2 separate regions of the Ovis aries genome follow, and region 2 is linked to region 1. A link is a contact called in public Hi-C data. All regions are on one chromosome and are shown on one strand. Each heading gives the region's core, a stretch centred on a gene start, on an enhancer-like site or on the middle of the called end of the contact. The rest is flanking DNA. Distances are from core to core; before and after follow the strand shown. Region 1 holds the start of BBOX1 (gamma-butyrobetaine hydroxylase 1). Region 2 has its middle 82 kb from the start of BBOX1.

Region 1 (6,587 bases), core at 1,829-4,328:
TGTTTGTTGGTACAGCCATATCTGTAGGTGTGATCACTTCAATAGTTAGCAGGACTTGGCACAGAGCCATGGGTGAGTACAGAACAGTGTTTATTATGGGAGAAGATGCACCCTTCAAACAATGTGTCTATTAAGAATTAATGTGTGAAATTTCAAGTTTGATGAACATCCTTTCAAACAAAACATTTTCAAGCTCATTGGTGGTGGTTTAGTTGCTCAGTCGTGTCCAACTCTTTGCAATCCCATGGATTACAGCCTGCCAGGCTCCTCTGTCCATGAGATTCTCCAGGCAAAGATACTGGAGTGGGTTGCTATTTCCTCCCCCAGGGGATCTTCCCAACTCAGGAATCAAACCCAGGTCTCCTGCATTGCAGGCAGATTCTTTACCAAATGAACTACAGGGAAGCCCTTCAAGCTTATTAATCAGCACTTTCTTGACAATGAGTTAAGTTTCGAATATATACCACTACACATGAAAGTTTGATGATTAAAAATTACTAAGAAGGATTTTTCCCCTTAACTGTCTTACTTCTTAGGAGATCTTAAGATGACATCACCTGTATTCTGGTATTTCCCAGCCTCTTTCTCCTGCTGCTTACCTGGGTAATTGCTGTAGATATTTCACCGGACAGTGATGATTCCAGTTAATCTGGGATAACATAACCAGAGCCTTAAATCATACTGGAAACTTAAGGAGAAAAAGAATAAATGTAGTCAATTTTTCTCTAGCTCAGAGGTTGGCAAATGTGTATGTATATATATATATATATATATATTAAGGGAAGATAGTATATTTTCAGCTTTATATACTTTCCCTGTTTCATGTTTGTGTTTTACTTTTTTCATACCTTTAGAGAATATAAAAAGTATTCTTTCCTCATGGACTGTATAAAAACATCTGACCCAGGCAGCTGCCTGTCCTTGATCAATTTATGTAAGTTATGATTTTACTACAGTAAGTACAATCTTACTTAAATACAGAAAAGAGTCTTTTTTTTCCTCCTCATGTGTCAAGCTGAAGTTTTCATTCCAATATTAAATGCCTTCTATGTGCCTGCTGCACTAGAGGATACAAAGATCACTTGGAAGTTCCAGACTTGAAAATAAAGAAGATAATTGTGAAAGCAAAAAAAATAATAATAATAATAAGGAAGGCTGGGCATAAGTGACATTGATAGTTGTCTGAGAGGCCTCAGGATGGCCTGTTTAAAGAAGATATCTATATGAGCACGTCTTAAAGGTTGTGAGCAACGCTGCTGAATGCATGTTGATTCCATCTTATTTTCCATCTTCACTGATGACACATTGATTTCTGCAGAGCAAGCATGTAACTAGTAAACAGTTATATTTCCCATCTTCCCTTGTAGCTGAAGTTAGATTGTGATATAATTCTGGCCAATGAAATATATCTGGAAGTTGCTAGATGGGGAAGAGTTGAAAATAAGGTAGACTTCAGTGCCACGTGATGTTTTTCCTTTTTCCTCCCTGGGATGTAGACGTGGTATTGGTGATGGAGCAGTCATTTTGAAACGTGATGCAGCAAGCAGAAGAATAAAATCTCTGAGCAGCCTGGGTTCCCCATGATTCTGTGAAATCACATTACCAGTAATGGACAGTCACGTTGGGACTTCTTTTTATACAAGAAAAACAAACTCTTTACTTATTTAAGCTTCTATTTGCCAGATCACCAGGATACAGATAGCCTGGCTCATGAAAAGAAAAGTTTGTGAAAAGTCATCTGTTGAGGTCCTTTAATGGACCGGAACCTGGTGGTCCAGAGTCAAAGATAAAACAGTGAAAGAAAGAGAGAAAGAAGCTGATATTCCTTGGTTTACACAGAAAACCAATAAAGCCCTTTGACATAGGCCTTACATCGCTCACGAAGGCACCTGGCGCCCTTTCGAGGGGGGTGAAGGCACAGTGCGCCTTCTCAGGAGGGTCTTAGAAGCCTGGGCAGGAGAACGAACATGATGGGTCTCTGTACTCCAAAGAATTAGCCTGAGAGAGAGAGAGAAAGCAAGACTCGGGGACCAAAGCTCTAATGGAGCAAAGGTGTTTTAATCAACATGGTGTGGGCATTTATACTGTCTTGCTGCTGCTGCTGCTAAGTCGCATCAGTCGTGTCCTACTCTGTACGACCCCATAGACAGCAGCCCACCAGGCTCCTCTGTCCCTGGGATTCTCCAGGCAAGAACACTGGAGTGGGTTGCCATTTCCTTCTCCAAAGCATGAAAGTGAAAAGTGAAAGTGAAGTCGCTCAGTTGTGTCCGACTCTTAGCGACCCCATGGACTGCAGCCTACCAGGTTCCTCCGTCCATGGGGTTCTCCAGGCAAGAGTACTGGAGTGGGTTGCCATTGAGGTAGTTATTCTCAGCAAGGATAAAGATTAAAATTCCAAACATACAAAACATAGGTGATCCATGTTAAAGAGAGAGAGTTGTAAACAATCACTTTTACCATATGGTTCATAAGAAGGAAGAGGGTACTTATCACTGTATTGAAAAACTAAAGAAGGAAAAGCCTGGATTCCTCAGCCCAGGGAGAGGCTTGCCTCTCCTCTTAATTCCTGAATATTCAGGAATTAATAAGGAACAGAGCATTCCTGACAGATCCAAAACAGCACACAGGAAGCCTCCTGTTAAATGCCTCCTGACAGTCATCCCTAGCAATGGGGGCAGAATGAGTCTAGGAACTGAGATTTGAAAGTTCCTGATTTGGCTGGATCCAGCGAATTTGGGCATCAGTTAAAATAACACAGGTGTGACAGTTGCACTTTCAATTTGTGGGGTATTTTTCTCCCTTAAAAAAAAACTCCATGGGGAGGGAGGTGGGAGGGGAAAAAAAAAAAAAAAACACCTCCAGAGCTTTTATGCAAGCTTAAAAGTGACTGCGTTGTTGGTTCTGAACTTATTTTTTTTAAGTGCTATGAGAAAACAAGGAATTCTTTCTGTCTGGATCATGACAGAGCATTTATCTTGTTTACTTTTAGTTACTGTGTTTCTGTTTACAGCTCATGAAATACTCTCATCAGAACAAAGGTCCCAGCACTGATAAGTGAAACCACAAACCCAAGCAAATAGCAGAAGCCAGAGTCCATTTGAATTGTTAGAAGTCAAGTTCAGGCCTGACCCTCCCGAGAGTCCTTTTAACACTGATTTGTCATAGCAGGCAGCTGACAAGGTTTACCCCCAAGGACCAGAAACATGGGCTGCGTCATCGAAAAGGCAGAAGTGCTGGATGGAGCTCACTTGATGCGAATCATCTGGCAGGATGGTACAGACTCTATCTACCCAGCTGTGTGGCTCCGGGACAACTGTCAGTGTCCCGACTGCTACCTTGATTCGGCAAAAGCACGGAAACTTCTTATCGAAGCTCTTGATGTGTACGTTGGGATCAAAGATTTGATGTTTGACAGGAAAAAGGTAACTATCTCCAAATTATCTCTCCCTGCTCTCTCAACTTAAATAAAAGGTCTAGGCTCAAATAATTCAAATAATGAATTATATTGTATTTAATGTATGTATATATTAAATATCAGAGTCACGAACGTGCTCAATTAGTCATGTCTTGGCAACCCCATGGACTATAGCCCACCAGGCTTCTCTGTCCATGGAATTTTCCAGGCAATGGCAATCCACCCCAATACTATTGCCTGGAAAATCCCATGGACAGAGGAGCTTGGTAGGCTACAGTCCATGAGGTTGCAAAGGGTCAGACATGACTGAGCGACTTCACTACTACTACTACTACTCCAGGGTATCTTCCCAACCCAGGGATCAAATCTGCATCTCTTGTGTCTCCTGCATTGGCAGTCAGATTCTTTAACACTGAGCCATGTATAAAAAAACAAGATTGCATAGTGCTTGGTGCCAAGTCAGCATGCTCACTAAGTGAAAGCTTCTGCTATTATTATTACCATTTTTATTACTACTGCTATTATCTTTAATAAAATATACAAAGTTGCTCATTATTCCTTCAGTGAGTGGCAGCCTTGAAGGTACAATCAAACTATTTCTCTAATATAAGGAGTGCTCCTTACCTCAGTTTACTCATCTAGAAATGAAGGATACTAACAAGATTTGTTCCTAGAGATGATGTGAAGATTGAACGAGATAATATGGATAAAATGTTAGCATGTGGCTGGCATACAGTGAGCACTCAAAAACCTGCATTGATTAATATTTTTAGTCAAATTCGTGAGTAGATGTAAAAGACTTTGTATGGGATTCCTGACAGCTCAGCTCTCAGAACCACAAAGCAGACATAGCCCTAGCCTGTTTCTCTTCCAAATTTGCTAGGATGGTTATCAGAAAAGGAAGTGTGACCAGCAAGGTCATCCACCCCCACCTGTCTTCATCTTGAATCAAGGACTTTTCTGCCAGAGTTCACTGCTTGCTAGCTGTGGGATTTTAACCATGTTATTTCCTCTTACTTGCCTCACCTGAAAATGTGAATATTAGTTATAGCTTCTCCCACAAGTTGTATGAGGACTAAGTGAGTTATGTTTATAGTGCTCCTTGTAGAGTATGCACTCAAACTGGTGCTATTCCTCCTATTACTATCTACCTCATTATCATCATTACTATTTCTGATATTATTGGCAGGAATCTTAATTGATCTCTGACCTCAAGTCATCACATAAAGTTCAGGGACCACGGGTTTTAAGACTATGAAACAAGAACTTCAGATCTAGCCGGGTTTTGTTTCTTGTGTATTTAAGGGGCTTCAGACCTCAGCTGTATCTCCTTGGCGTTCAGTTTCTTCCTTTGCCAAAAGTTTATTCTATGCTTTTGAGTATATAAGTTAAAAAACAGAAGGAGAAAAAGCAAGAGCTAATTTGATTCCTGATAGAGGTAAATAACTTTCAGAAACAGCAATAACAGAGAACCAAAGTACATAGAAGCACAATATATGTTTATGTGATATTTGCTTTCTGTGTTATAAGGTTCATATCATGTGGCCAAATGACCATCACAGTGAATATGGAGCTGACTGGCTGAAGAAAAGATGCTTTTCACAGCAGGCCAGAGAAAGACTCCAGAAAGAATTGTTTTTGCCAGGTAACCTTGCTTCGGTTTTCCGATTTTAACCTTTAAACCTCATATGGTAAAAAATTTGCTCAGAAGCAAATTAAAGCCCTTGTACCCTGGTTAAAATATTATTGTAATTTATGTGGAATGTTTAATGATTTACCACACAGATCATGCAAGTAGAGATGGAAAGAAACATAGAGCAGCTCTAGACATTCTAGAACTTGGAATTTTCCACCTTAAAAGAGAAGAAATTTAGCAAATTTGTATTCTTGTCATCTAACATGAAAACCTTCACTCCACAGACACTCCGTAAGTGTCCCTGCAAAGAAGCAGGATGAATCAAAGGCACACTTGTTCCTTAACAGTTTTAGCTGAGGCCAGAAAAACACAAGATCAACAAGGCAGATATTTCTAAACTGGCATCCACACATAAAATTATGTGATCCGTGAACCTCATGAAATAGTATACCCAGCACTGAATGTGCATGTGAGTGTGTGTGTCAGGCTTGTGCTCAGCAAATTGTTTGGGGAGAGTTTATATGCATCTCAAGGGAATCTGTGACCACAGAAATATTCAGAAAATCTCCACTAGACAGATTCAGTCAAAAGGAAGACTTCATTCTTTATAAAAAAAAAAAAAAAAAGCCTTCCTTTCAGTCTTTTTTCTTTTTTATTGAAATATAGTTGATTTACAATATGTGTTAATTTCTGCTGTACAGCAAAGTGATTCAGTTATACATACAAATACACTTTTATTATATTCTTTTCCATTATTGTTTATCACAGGATGTTGATATAGTTCCCTGTGCTGTACAGTAGGCCCTTTTGCTTATCCATTCTACATATAATAGTTTGAATTTGTTAACCACAAACTCCTACTCCATCTTTCCTCCAATCCCCTCTTCCTTTTAGCAACTATGAATCCGTTCTCTATGAAGAAGGTTTTAATCTTGACCTGAAATACAAAATAAGTACTTGATAAGATAGAAAGTTATTTTTTAAATATGACTTTTCAGAGATATACAATAATACAACTCAATCAGAAGTGCTGGGGAGAAGTGGGAAGTAGTAATATTTTGTGCATGCTCAGGCATGCCCATCTCTTTGCAATCCCATGGGCTGTAGCCCACCAGGCTCCTCTGTCCCTGTGATTATCCCAGCAAGAATACTGGAGTGGGTTGCCATTTCTTGCTCCAGGGGATCTTCTTGAGCCAGGGATTGAACCCGTGTCTCCTGAGGCTCCTGCATTGGCAGGTGGATTCTTTACCACTGAGTCACCTGGGAAGCCATTACAACTTTATTCTCTGTGTATTTTGAAGATTTGTGTCATAAGATGATGTGGTCAAAGGCAATTCTGAGAACATGCTGATTCTTATGTATTTACTAGAATCTTGACTTGCACAAATACACGAACAAGGTAAGCTTCCTTGAACATTCTTTTCCACTGTTAACCAGATATATTGGACCACTGTCCCTTTGAGCAACTGATCGGCCTTATTGGATTTTGCAACACATCTCTTCTTGAGATTCTGTGTCATATACCATGACACAGAT
Region 2 (6,587 bases), core at 1,244-3,743, 81 kb after region 1:
CTGAACACTGTAGACACGCCATGGTGCTAGATGCAAGAGTTTAATATTATAAAAATGTCAGTTTTGTTCCAATCAATAAATTCATAATCAAATGAAATTAGAGCCATAATTCCAACTGGATCATTTATAAACTGTGACAAGTCAGTTCTAAAATTCATGTACAGATACAACGTTAAAGAATAGCCAAGAACACTGAAAACAGACTAAGGGAAGGAAAGGGGGCTTCTTTCCTATCAGATGTCAAAGTAAACTGCGTCGCAGTAACGAAAACCACAGTACCGGCACAAGAATAGAAGACGCTTTCACGGTGTAAAAGATCAGAAACATACCCATAATTTCACTTTTGATAAAAGTGGCATTTCATATCAATGGGGAAAAGATGGTCTTTTGGTAAACAGCATTTAAAAACTACTGGCCATCCATTCTGAAAGAATTAAATTTAAATATCTTCACCCTCTCCATCTCATTTTATATACAAAATCAATTCCAGGTAGACTATAGAGTTAAGATAAATATACAAAATATGAACATATAATAAGAACTACAGGAGAATATTTCATAACCATGGAGGGGTAAAGACCTTCCTGGACAAGACACAAAAACCTGGAAGATAAAGGAAAGATTCAGTTCAGTTCAGTCACTCATTCGTGTCCAACTCTTTGTGAACCCATGGACTGCAGCATGCCCGGCGTCCCTGTCCATCACCAACTCCCGGAGCTTACTCAGACTCATGTCCTTCGAGTCAATGATGCCATCAAACAATCTCATCCTCTCTCATCCCCTTCTCCTCCCACCTTCAATCTTTCCCAGCTTCAGAGTCTTTTCCAATGAGTCTGTTCTTCATATCAGGTGGCCAAAGTATCAAGAGTTTCAGCTTCAGCATCAGTCCTTCCAATGAATATACAGGACTGATTTCCTTTAGCATGGACTGGTTGGATCTCCTTGCAGTCCAAGGGACTCTCAAGAATCTTCAACATTACAGTTCATAAGCATCAAATAAATCTTTGGCACTCAGCTTTCTTTATAGTTCAACTCTCACATCCATACATGACTAGTGGAAAAACAATAGCTTTGACTAGATGAACTTTTGTTGGTAAAGTAATGTCTCTGCTTTTTAATATGCTGTCTAGGTTGGTCATAGGTTTTCTTCCAAGGAGCAAGTGTCTTTTAATTCCACTGCTGCAGTCACCATCAGCAGTGATTTTGGAACCCCCAAAATAGTCTCTCCTTGTTTCCATTCTTTCCCCATCTATCTGCCATGAAGTGATGGGACAAAATGGCATGATCTTAGTTTTCTGAATATTGAGCTTTAAGCCAACTTTTTCACTGTTCTCTTTCACTTTCATTAAGAGACTCTTTAGTTCCTCTTCACTTTCTGCCATAAGGATGGTATCATCTGCATATCTGAGGTTATTGATATTTCTGCAGGCAATCTTGATTCCAGTTTGTGCTTCATTTAGCCTGGCATCTCGCATAATGTCTTTGTGTATTAGTTAAATAACCAGGGTGACAATACTCAGCCTTGACATACTCCTTTCCCAATTTGGAACCAGTCTGTTGTTCCGTGTCCTGTTTTAACTGTTCTTTCTTGACCTACATACAGATTTCTCAAGAGGCAGGTCAGGTGGTCTGGTATTCCCACCTCGTGAAGAATCTTACACAGTTGGTTGTGATCCACAGTCAAAGGCTTTGGTATAGTCAATAAAACAGCTGTCTTTCTGGAACTCTCTTGCTTTTTCCATGATCCAGCAGATGTTGGCGATTTGATCTCTGGATCTTCTGCCTTTTCTAAGTCCAGCTTAAACATCTGGACTTCATGGTTCATGTACTGTTGAAGCCTGGCTTGGAGAATTTTGAGCATTACTTTACTAGTGTGTGAGATGAGTACAACTGTGCAGTAGTTTAAACATTCTTTGGCATTGCCTTTCTTTGGGATTGAAATGAAAACTGACCTTTTCCAGTCCTGTGGCCACTGCTGAGTTTTCCAGATTTGCTGGCATATTGAGTGCAGCACTTTCACAGCATCATCTTTTAGAATTTGAAATAGCTCAAGTGGAATTCCATCACCTCCACTAGCTTTGTTCATAGTGATGCTTCCTAACGCCCACTTGACTTCACAGTCCAGGAGGTCTGCCTCTAAGTGAGTGATCACACCATCATGATTCTCTGGGTCATGAAGATCTTTTTTATATAGTTATTGGACCTCTGAAAAATTTTTAAATTCTATATAAGAAACATTGTCATACACAAAGACATGGCAGACTGATAGAAAATATTTACAAAGTATTTAACAAATGATATAGGGAAAGTGTAACAAAGTTCAAATCATTTTTAAAAAAACAATAAATAAATTGTAAAAAAAAAGACACAAACAAGCAGCTCAGAGAAGAAAAAATGTGATTAGCATATGCATACAAAGATTTTCTATCTCACTAGTAGTTGGGAAACTGGAAATTAGAACAACAATGAGATACTGTGTCTGTCAGACTGGCAGAATTCTTCTGTGAATAGTGACATCAAATGGTGAGTCAGAAGTGAGGAAATGGATATTCTTACCCAGAGGAGTCAGAAAAACAAGGCTGTTGAGATGGGAGAGGACAAGCGAAGTTCTAGATGAGGAAAGATGGATAAAAACTACCACGCTTCCTTTCTTGAAGCAATGCCAAAATGAAATAGGAAGGAAGACTCAACTCTAAATCAAAGCCAGATTTGTATTATTACTTGCAATTTAGCATGGTAATTAGTGCACTATTATATTTTGTGATTTGAAGTGACTAGAGAAGGGACAAGACCTAAATGTGTTCTCCTCCAGTGCAGGGGAAGAACTATCTCCTCAGATAAGGCTCAGAAGGGCCACTGGGAATAAAATAACATTGCTCTATAATCAGATCTATGAGCTCTGCTTAGAAACGATTGTATGCATACATATAAACAATATATGTATTATGTGTGTATATGTGTGTGAATATATACACAGACTAAAAAGATACATCTAAATTGTTGCCAGAGGTTTCCTCTGGAGAAGGAAGTAGAAAAGTGAGAATTCTCATAATTGGCATCTTTTTCAATGGTGGTTCTTAAGCAATTATTCCTAAATAGCAGTAGCTTAATTCTGCAGCATTATGAATTGAGGAAGGACGGAAGAATGATTTTGAGACTAACAAAACCAAACCTTATTCAGAAAACAAAGAAAGATTTTGTCCTTCAGTTCAGTTCAGTTCAGTCGCTCAGTCGTCTCCAACTCTTTGCGACCCCATGAATCGCAGCACGCCAGGCCTCCCTGTCCAACACCAACTCCCAGAGTTCACTCAGACTTGCCTCCATCGAGTCAGTGATGCCATCCAGCCATCTCATCCTCTGTCATCCCCTTCTCCTCCTGTCCCCAATCCCTCTCAGCATCAGAGTCTTTTCCAATGAGTCAGCTCTTCGCATGAAGTGGCCGAAGTACTGGAGCTTCAGCTTTAGCATCATTCCTTCCAAAGAAATCCCAGGGCTGATCTCCTTCAGAATGGACTGGTTGGATCTCCTTGCAGTCCAAGGGACTCTCAAGAGTCTTCTCCAACACCACAGTTCAAAAGCATCAATTCTTCAGGGCTCAGCCTTCTTCACAGTTCAACTCTCACATCCATACATGACCACAGGAAAAACCATAGCCTTGACTAGACGGACCTATGTCAGCAAAGTAATGTCTCTGCTTTCGAATATGCTATCTAGGTTGGTCATAACTTTCCTTCCAAGGAGTAAGCGTCTTTTAATTTCATGGCTGCAGTCACCATCTGCAGTGATTCTGGAGCCCCCCCAAAAAAAGTCTGACATTGTTTCCACTGTTTCCTGATCTATTTCCCATGAAGTGATGGGACCAGATGCCATGATCTTTGTTTTCTGAATGTTGAGCTTTAAGCCAACTTTTTCACTGTCCTCTTTCACTTTCATCAAGAGGCTTTTTAGCTCCTCTTCACTTTCTGCCATAAGGGTGGTGTCATCTGCATATCTGAGGTTATTGATATTTCTCCCGGCAATCTTGATTCCAGCTTGTGTTTCGTCCAGTCCAGCGTTTCTCATGATGTGCTCTGCATGTAAGTTAAATAAGCAGGGTGACAATAAACAGCCTTGACGCACTCCTTTTCCTATTTGGAACCAGTCTGTTGTTCCATGTCCAGTTCTAACTGTTGCTTCCTGACTTGCATACAGATTTCTCAAGAGGCAGGTCAGGTGGTCTGGTATTCCCATCCCTTTCAGAATTTTCCAGAGTTTATTGTGATTCAGTCAGTCCTAATTCATGCCCTTGTCATTTCTCACCTGAACTACTGGTTTCAGTCAGAACTTGACTCAGTTCTCTACACTGGTTTCTTATTAGCTCTGTGATCTTGGGCAAGTTACTCAGGTTTTCTGAACCTAAATTTCCTCACTTATGAAACAAGGTTAAGATTGTAACATTTAACTCTAGAGGTTATTGTGAAGATTAGACATTATGCAAAAAACAAGTGAAATTATGTTTGAAAACTAGCCCAGCATTTCAATCTTTATGACTGATGCAACTATTTAAAAAACTGAATACTTATAATAGTACAAATATATAATACTTATATTAATATACTATACTTAATGCTTAGTATATGGTAGCTATTGATACTATATGAAATTCCTAACTAATATCCTTTTCTCTAACCTTATCACCCACTAGTTCCATTGTGACAAAATCACCTTCCCAAAATAACAGTTAAGTCCCAACTCCCTATTTTTAAATAATCTGATGGGTTTTTTATTACATCTAAATGAAGTCCCAAATCTTGAATGAACAACAAAGCCACATTTTCAACTTCTTAGCCTACCACTTATAAATCCTATACTCTCCCTGTAACAATTTCATCTCCCAAATATGTGCTTGAGTCTGTCCTTTCTACTTATCCTCTAAGGCTCAGCTTGGACATATCTTCTCCAGTAACTTCTCCCAATTCTTTTCCTTTGTAGGAGATGGTCCTTCTCCATTGCTCTTTTGTATAACCTTGTGTTAAAATCTATTTCTTTGCATTATATTTACCTCATATATGTAATCTTCCTTACTTGGTGGGGCTACACAAAGTGAGAGAAACTAACAAAACCTGAGTACCTCTAATGTGAAAAGCACTGCCTAGCATTCCACATTATATTTTTTTGATTATTCCTTGACAGGCAAAGAAATAAATGCTAAATATCTTGCCCAACTGCATGACTAAGGTGGAGAACCACTATAGAAACTCAATCTTTCTACTCTAAAGTCCATATTTCAGTGCCTAAACTTTGTGCCTCTTGGTGTTCCCAGAACCTTCTATGTGATTTAATATATAATGGTCTGTCTAGTCAAGGCTATGGCTTTTCCAGTGGTCATGTATGGATGTGAGAGTTGGACTGTGAAGAAAGCTGAGCACCAAAGAATTGATGCTTTTGAACTGTGGTGTTGGAGAAGACTCTTGAGAGTCTCCTGCAAGGAGATCCAACCAGTCCATTCTGAAGGAGATCAGCCCTGGGATTTCTTTGGAGGGAATGATGCTGAAGCTGAAACTCCAGTACTTTGGCCACCTCATGCGAAGAGTTGACTCATTGGAAAAGACTCTGATGCTGGGAGGGATTGGGGGCAGGAGGAGAAGGGGATGACAGAGGATGAGATGGCTGGATGGCATCACTGACTCGATGGAGGCAAGTCTGAGTGAACTCTGGGAGTTGGTGATGGACAGGGAGGCCTGGCGTGCTGCAATTCATGGGGTCACAAAGAGTCGGACATGACTGAGTGACTGAACTGAACTGAACTGAACTGAGGGGAAAAAAAATTGTTAATGTAGTCAAAATGGAGGGAAGAGCCATTTTTTGTGATGGAAAAAGTCCCTAACAAAATAATTCTCCAACAGATGACCATAAGCACTGGGAAAAAGATAGGAGGAAAACAGGAAAGCTACCTGAGGTGTCTGCAGCATAAACAAAACAGAAAAATTGGGAAGGGATATAAAAATTTGGGATAAGGGAACAGAGTAGGATGAGTTTTTCCATTTTTACTCCTTTGGGCTGTCACAAGCTATAGTCATGACATAATGCAGAATGACTAACCCCCTGATAGGAAGCCCTCCCGCCTGCTCATTTGAGGACCTGAGAAAATGAGGAGCAACTTCAGATGGGAGAAATCTAAAGAGTGTGTGAGTTTCGTCCTGCCCAACTCTTTGTGACCCTTTGGACTGTAGCCTGCCAGGCTCCTCTGTCCATGGGACTTTTCAGGCAAGAATATTCGAGTAGAATACCATTTTCCTCCTCCAGGGGATCTTCCTAGACAAGTCACAGTCATCAGAAAGTGAGGAGCAACTTCAGATGGGAGAAATCTAAAGAGTGTGTGAGTTTCGTCCTGCCCAACTCTTTGTGACCCTTTGGACTGTAGCCTGCCAGGCTCCTCTGTCCATGGGACTTTTCAGGCAAGAATATTCGAGTAGAATACCATTTTCCTCCTCCAGGGGATCTTCCTAGACAAGTCACAGTCATCAGAAAGTGAGGAGCAACTTCAGATGGGAGAAATCTAAAGAGTGTGTGAGTTTCGTCCTGCCCAACTCTTTGTGATCCTTTGG

What was found. A called contact is a pair of places that touch in the nucleus more often than the background predicts.
Region 2: a contact with region 1 is called in a Hi-C map of liver, with 2.9 times the contacts expected there. The contact joins the enhancer-like site here to the promoter of BBOX1 in region 1. A contact is called at or near these places in 2 of 16 Hi-C or Micro-C datasets (liver and mixed tissues).

Annotation. Positions count from the first base shown.
Region 1 is chr15:56,521,752-56,528,338 of ARS-UI_Ramb_v3.0, forward strand. BBOX1 (gamma-butyrobetaine hydroxylase 1) reads left to right here and starts at 3,079. Exons shown (of 7, transcript XM_060399503.1): 1 at 3,079-3,422; 2 at 4,946-5,060. The coding sequence starts at 3,204.
Region 2 is chr15:56,603,483-56,610,069 of ARS-UI_Ramb_v3.0, forward strand. No RefSeq gene overlaps it. Among named protein-coding and RNA genes, the nearest start is that of BBOX1, 82 kb to the left of the region's middle. Within about 2 kb of position 2,494, at least 5 of the 54 cell types and tissues checked have an H3K27ac peak or open chromatin away from gene starts, as enhancers often do.